2 separate regions of the Rattus norvegicus genome follow, and region 1 is linked to region 2. The links are chromatin contacts, called in public Hi-C maps. All regions are on one chromosome and are shown on one strand. Each heading gives the region's core, a stretch centred on a gene start, on an enhancer-like site or on the middle of the called end of the contact. The rest is flanking DNA. Distances are from core to core; before and after follow the strand shown. Region 1 has its middle 210 kb from the start of Has2. Region 2 overlaps LOC134479730 (a long non-coding RNA gene).

Region 1 (3,583 bases), core at 810-3,309, 420 kb before region 2:
AGAGAGAGAGAGAGAGAATTGATGTGACAAGCATCAAAAATTTCAATACAGAAATGTTACTTATATATGAATATATCAGTCATTAAATTGTGAATGGTTCTAACACAAAATAGTATCTAGAATCATGGTTATCTCACATATAGCTGGTCAAATATCAGCATAATTGACAGGAGAACATGGTTTCATCCTAGATGAGCAGAGAATAATGAGGCAAGTTGATAACTGTAGTCTCCAAGTGACTGACATAACACTTCACACAGGACGTCAGGAAGTAGGCCTGGGATGGCTGGTGGTGTCATTAAAAGCTGCAGAAACAAGATTCCTGTCAATCAGCTCACAGTTTTTATTTTAATTTTGTATGTGGGGTGTGTGTACATGCATGTGTGTCTTTCTGTGCACATTAGTATGAAAGGGAGAAGTCGATATCTGATATCTATGTCTCTTGACCTGTTTCTAAATAAGATATTTATATTTATAAATAGAATTAAAATGATTTTAAAATACGTGATCGTGCATGGTTTCAGTATATGAGCATGTAAGAACAGGTGCTTACAGAGGCAAGCAGTGTTACATCTACTCAAGTTACAGGCAATAATGAACTGCCAAACTTTTGTGCTCATAACTAACAATGTGACCATTGTCAAACCAGCATGCATTTTTAACCACAAAGCCTTCTCTCACCTCAATTTTTGCAAAAGGACTGTCAGTGAACCCAGCACTTATTTACTGACTAGTCTGGCTGGTGAGGGATATTCTAGAAATCTACCTATGTCCTCTTCCCCAGTATGTTACATGCTCTTCTTACTACTTCATGCTTTTTTTTAATAAATATAAATATGAGTACGTGCATGTTGCCTCAGTTTTGCATGTTTTCAATTTAAACTAGTAAGTAACATGCTAAACAGAAGACTACTACAGTCATATATCCCAAAGGCTCTCAAAAAAAAAAAGGAAAAAAATTAAACCCTTAAAATTAAGATCAGCCAAATTGGCTTAGGGAAATTTAGAGCAATTAACTTTTGAAACTCTAGGACCAAAGGGGGTCTGGAGATGAGGCAAATCCTGGTAGGCAAGCTCAGAGATAATTATCAACATGACTACTCATGCCTGAACCCCAGAGACAAACTTCTCCTTGCAGATGATCCTTGGAGAAAAAGATGCAAATTGGGCTGGGGCTGGGAAGGGCTAATTTACGGTGCCAGCAAGTACTATGAACACACGCCACGCTTGTACTTCTCTCAGGTCTTCCTGTGCGCCATCTCACTGATGCTCTAAAATTCATCTGGGAGTTTTCCAATAAGAAAAAAAGAACTGCAGTGTAGTAAAGCACAAAGGTTACCTAAGCTAGACATTTCAGAGATGAAAACACCAAATCTACACAATGTCTCCCCAGCCTTCCTATTTAAGTAATTTACCGGATTGCTTCCCTTGAAGAACAACATAAAGTTTCTTGGTGACTAGCTGTTTCTAGAACCTTCCTCGGTAGAAGGACACAGGAGTTCAGGTGCCTGTGGTCTAGGAGCTTGGGGTCTAGGGATGATAAAATTCCTTTGCTGAAGTTAGAATAAAGACTTCGTGTCTCAACTCATTTCATTTCACACCTTTTTTTGGCTCATCTCTCCATAGTAACACTGGGAGACTCATGGCGACGTGAATGTTATCCCTGATTTACAATGAGAAAAATGACACTTGCAGATTAACTTAGTTGTTTAAAGTCACACAAATAGAATGTGCTACAGGAAAGATCACAGCCCGAATGGACTGATGCAGCAAGGGAGATGATAGCATCATGAATATTAGGTAGCATCTAGGGACCTGGCACTTTCTTATCTTCCCACAACCAGATTCACATATTTGATTCAATAACTCTTCAGAAATTTTCTCCATTTTTCCCTTCTTTAAATATCTCTCTCTCTCTCTCTCTCTCTCTCTCTCTCTCTCTCTCTCTCTCTCTCTCTCTCTCTCTCTCTCTCTCTCTCCACCCTGTGTGTGTGTCTGTGTGTGTGTATCCATGTGCATGCTCACAAGAACAAGGATTTTCTCTTGTATTTCTGAGCAAACTGAGACTTGCAGAGGGGAAATAGCTTGAATAACGAGTGAGTCAGAGACAGATGGAGCATGAGTCTAGCCCTAGGTTTGCTTCCATGCACAGAAAAGACAGGCTGGGATGCTACCTCCGGCATTTCTCCTTAGGTGTGCTCTTCGTCTGGCTCTCCCTCTTGTCCTTGGCTTGTTAGTCTCTCTCTTAAAATCTCCTATCTTTTTGTACCCCTGTAATGCTAGTTGGAGTCCTGAGAAAGAGAGAGAAGCCATTAAATATTCCTAGAACAGAAAGGATTTTGTCAAGAAACACATGTTGTGACTCCTCACCAAGGCAACGGGAAACTGATGACGTGAGCAGTGGAATGTCTCCGGAGGATTTGGCAACAGTGTGTGAAACACAACGCCATGGTCAGCGATTACAGGCAAAGGTGGCTTATCCTCTGACCCCCTGCCACCATGCCTCCCACCAAAACTAGCTTTGGGAGCATTAACAGGAATTGAAGTCATTCAGATGGGTTAAAGAGAAAATGTTAAGTACCAAATAGGAGAATTTCCTCTCACAATAAATCCTTAGGACCAAGCAGACTCTGTTATAGCTGTCTTCTAAGCTCACTGTCCTCTAATGCCAAGAACAAGGGGAATTTGATATGCTAGGCTCTGGCAAATGGGAGTCAAAGCAGCTAACTTCATTAAAGATTAAAGCCATCAATGGAGTCATCCACTCGTGAATCCTGAACCCTAGTCACCCGGTGATAACTCTGTTCTGCTGGCACCTCGGCTGTTGCCCTGGCCTTTTCGCTGAAGATTAGGTGATTTATGACGGAATTTGCATAGGCAAACAAATCCCCAGATGTAAGCTGCCTGACCCAGGTTTCATGGTTCACTAAGGATTAAGATTTTCCTAACTCCTTCTGGGTGGCTAGAGGCTCTGACAGATATATTTTCTCAGTTAGTTTCCTGACTGTGGTAGGTATTGCTTCCTTCAGTGGCTTGATGAAGTTTGGCTCTGTCCAGGAGGAGTGAATTAAAAATGGTGGACTATGACTGTCACATTTTGCAGCCTTTAATTGCATGGGACTTGGTTTGGGAGAAACTTTCTTTACCATGTGAAGAATTTAGGGGAGGTTTGCAAATGACAATGACAAGGCCACGACCAATCTATTGGGATTGTGGGGATTACCTATGAAGGTAAACTTTATGAAAAAGATTTGATCGACTAAGGAAATATCTAGTGATAGCACATCATAACTAAGACAACAAAACCGCATTCACAGAATGACAATAACCTCGGCGAGTCAGGAACAGCATGTTTGAGTCGCTGATTTAATAACGGTCTGAAAGCTGCCTTGAAATGTTGACTGACAGATGCTGTACACAGGAGAGTGAGGGTGACTGTTCCACCTTCTGTCTGATAGGCATGAAGTTTATGATGTCAACATGTCAGCAGTGATTCTCTGTTGAAGTTCTTCCAAACCATGGTACATTGACGCTTAGAAAAAAATGAGCAGAAATGGATGACAGGGAAGGCATCATGAGCAAA
Region 2 (3,435 bases), core at 61-2,560:
GGCATTTTCCTTGAGTATCATCCCATCACTTAACCCTTTATTCCTAGTTCCTTATAACCAGCATGGTGTTTTAAACAAGCCCTCTCTGTTCTGTTTTGCAACACAATTTATCCGAGCTTAATTAACTGTCCCCAATCAACACCACGATCTAAACGTATTTTCTAAACGTATATCTTCCACTTCATTTCCACGATCCCAGAATGTTTTAGTGAGTTGAGATTATCATGCAGATTCATAGTACTTGCAATCATTTTTCTCCTGGTGACTTAATTGTGCATTGCTGCACCGGTAAATCAGTGGCGTCCTTATATTTAACTTTAAGCATCCTTTAACCATTTTTGCAGAATTTCATTCCTGATCTTTAACCCTCTCTCCTTAAGTCCTCAGGTGATTATGTTTTTAATTACTATAGCACAAGTCACAGAAGCATTCTGTGTAAACATGAGAGGCACAAATATAGGAAGTGTCATTTACCGTGTGGTGCCATATGCTGTTATAGCATTCAAGTTTCTTTGTACAAATATGTATGAACAATTAAACCAAATGTTATCTCTAAATTCTGTGCTGGATCACTGAATATGTTGGAAGAATCAAGTACCGGTTGCATTCATGTATCATAAAACACTTCTCTCTAGGAGACATTAGAATATCATTTTGTGATCAGCAAAACGAATGGTTTCTTCCCTGAAGTCTTCCATTTTTCTTTTCCCAACATTTAACCCCTTTTATTAAGCTTTTGTTTGTCAAGAAATATTTGGCTTTAATATACTTGATTCATTTACACATGACTCATCAAAATGTTTTGTAAGAGAGGTTAACTGTCCAAGCAGCCTCCTGAGGCTTTTGTGGACCTTTAAGCCATTATTTTTTGTTTCCGAGAGAAGTTTTCAGGCAGATCCAAATTTAAAAGGAAAAAAAGAAAAGAAATTTAAATAACTTAGAATAATTAAAGCAATCAAAATATGTGTTTATCTGTTCTTCAGTTATATATCCATGTCAGAGTAGGGTTTCAAACCTCTTCTTGAAGGGAAAACCTGGGAAGTAGTTATTCCACAGCCTGACCCTGGAAATCTTTATTAAAATATACATAGCTGCGTAGGCCCCACTGGGATTTTTCCCCGCTCCGTGTCTCAAACATTTCAAAGTCAGAATGTGCCATATCCCACATAGGAGCTAAGCTATATTAGGAATTTTAGTCAGGGTGACACTTGGATCACTGCCAGGTAAGGCAAATAAGTGTCTCTCTTGTCAAACCACCTGGTGTCCGGCTTCCACTTGTCCCAGGTGGTCAGGCCCAGCCGATGTAGGGGCAAGTGCGCCTTGAGCTATGATAATGCAATCCATGTGCCCAGCATGAATGTCTTTGGTTTGCCGTATGGCCCTGAGTCATTTTTAAAAGATTGCAAATTATATTTTAGAAGCTCAACAAATGGTTCATTGTACAACTGACTTGGGCACTTAATTAGAAACTGCAGAACTTTGCTCATTGTGTGTAATATTATAATGGCCCTTTTCTCTCATTATCCAAATGTTGTAGCTAATTTATCTTGTAAGATGTCGTATGCACTACACTGCGGAAGTACTGTGGCCATTTACAAGTTAGACAATTATGGCCTCATTTGAGGGATAAAAAAACTTTAGAGAGCACTTCCTTAATATTTCTTCCTGACCACTTTCTCTAATCCATACCAAACCACAGGATGTCCTAACTTTACAACACCCACAATAACAGCAAGGCCCCTGTCTGGTTGCAAAGCACTCTTGGAGGCTTCCTTTCTGGAAGCCCAATTTTCCTTCTCCGCCATTATAAGTCACTAGGGGGAAATCATCTTACTGTTTCAGAGCCAGAGGACAAAAACTGAATCCCTTCACCTCTACAGATGTGCTGACATCAGGACATGCTGATTTATCATTCCCAAGTCTTATTATGCTCTTGTACTCTCAGAGAAAGGAAGGCAGAAGAGACACATATTCTAAGTCTGTAACTATCTTGAAGAGGACTAGGAACTTAGCTATCTAATGCCAAACATCTGGATACTTGAATACATCCTCATGCTTCCTTTCTTTATTCCACTTTCAGACAGATGTTTAGCATTACCTACAAAACACCTAATGTTTTGAAAAAGAGTCTCAAAAAAATATCGTGATTCCTCAGATTAGGAACACGTGAGGACCAAGACCTAGAAAGATATTGTTAAGTGTGTAGGTACCATCTGCCATTGTGAGGAATCTCAGTGATGTGAAATCACGCAAGCTCACAGCATAATGAACAACCTTTGAAACTTGAGACTGCGATCCAAAATCAAAACGACAAGTCAGTTGAGAATAAACATATGGCCCATGTTACCCCAGATGTACAGGACGATGATGCATATACTAATTCAAAAATATTTATATACATTCACAGATGATTGACAGAGTTATTAAAGAAAACAAAAATAGTTTGGATATGTTGCTAACTTTTTGACTTGGGTGTCATAAAGAACAGTTCTGACGTTCAGCACACATGCTGTATCCACAGGGTTTGTATGAAAATGTTGAGCTGTTTGAAAACCAGCCTGGCAATTGCTGTTTGCGCAGTAGCTGCTTACAATTATTTGTTGAATGAGTACTAATACCTAAAACACTTTCAAGTATTTAATTTCCTGCCTGTGTGATCTTGCTGTATCATTATTGTTATAGGTGATATTATTGTTGTTATACTGTGTACATGAACAAGGAAGATTCCCACAGAACTGAAATGAAGGTAGTATAAACTGATTTTTTTATCTTTTTGACAATTTCATAAATGTAGAAAATGCATTCTAATTATTGGCCTCTGTCTCTTTTAACTCTCTTCCATCCTAAGCAGCCTGCCATCCTACTTACAAATCCATTATGGGTTTAGTTTTCCTTTGTGACCTATTTAGATTAACCAGGACACTTTGTGTGGGCACCCCATTAAAGCTGTCTATTGGAGCCTGGCCTCGGCAAACCATGTGTTCACAACTGGAAGTAACAGTCTTGAGAAGAGAATTTAAATGAGAAAGGAATTCCAAGCCCAGGAGCCAGAGTCAGATTTGTTTAATGTTATAACTTAATAAACCAAAAGATTTAGCACTTCAATCAGTTCGAAGAATTCACCAAAAACCTACTTTACATGTATCTAAAGTGGGGATAGTTAAAGTGTTTACTTTGCTGAGTGTCTTTAAGAAGGAAATAGTCCATGTCATGTATGCTAAATGATGCCTCACAAATTACAGCTGGTATTTGCAATAACTACTACTTGGCGATAAGAAAATTTCTTTGTACATACTTTAAATATCTAATTATCATACAAAATTTGGATAGTTAATTATAGCACTAAAAACCAAGAATTCTTCTGACTCCAAAGCTGTGTTCCTCACATGTGCTTTGCATATGCTATTTGGCCAGAGAAAAAAAGACTAGGCTAGC

Evidence for each region. Hi-C and Micro-C count contacts between places; a contact is called where the count stands out from the background.
Region 1: a Hi-C map of Schwann cells shows a contact between it and region 2, with 2.8 times the contacts expected there. The contact joins two enhancer-like sites. A contact is called at or near these places in 2 of 12 Hi-C or Micro-C datasets (the A7r5 cell line and Schwann cells).

Annotation. Positions count from the first base shown.
Region 1 is chr7:90,233,942-90,237,524 of GRCr8, reverse strand. No RefSeq gene overlaps it. Among named protein-coding and RNA genes, the nearest start is that of Has2, 210 kb to the right of the region's middle. Within about 2 kb of position 2,059, at least 9 of the 93 cell types and tissues checked have an H3K27ac peak or open chromatin away from gene starts, as enhancers often do. A contact at or near this core is called in Schwann cells, where this site is marked.
Region 2 is chr7:89,814,301-89,817,735 of GRCr8, reverse strand. LOC134479730 (a long non-coding RNA gene) reads left to right here. Exons shown (of 5, transcript XR_010053398.1): 2 at 2,683-2,746. Among named protein-coding and RNA genes, the nearest start is that of Has2, 210 kb to the left of the region's middle. Within about 2 kb of position 1,310, at least 1 of the 93 cell types and tissues checked has an H3K27ac peak or open chromatin away from gene starts, as enhancers often do. A contact at or near this core is called in Schwann cells, where this site is marked.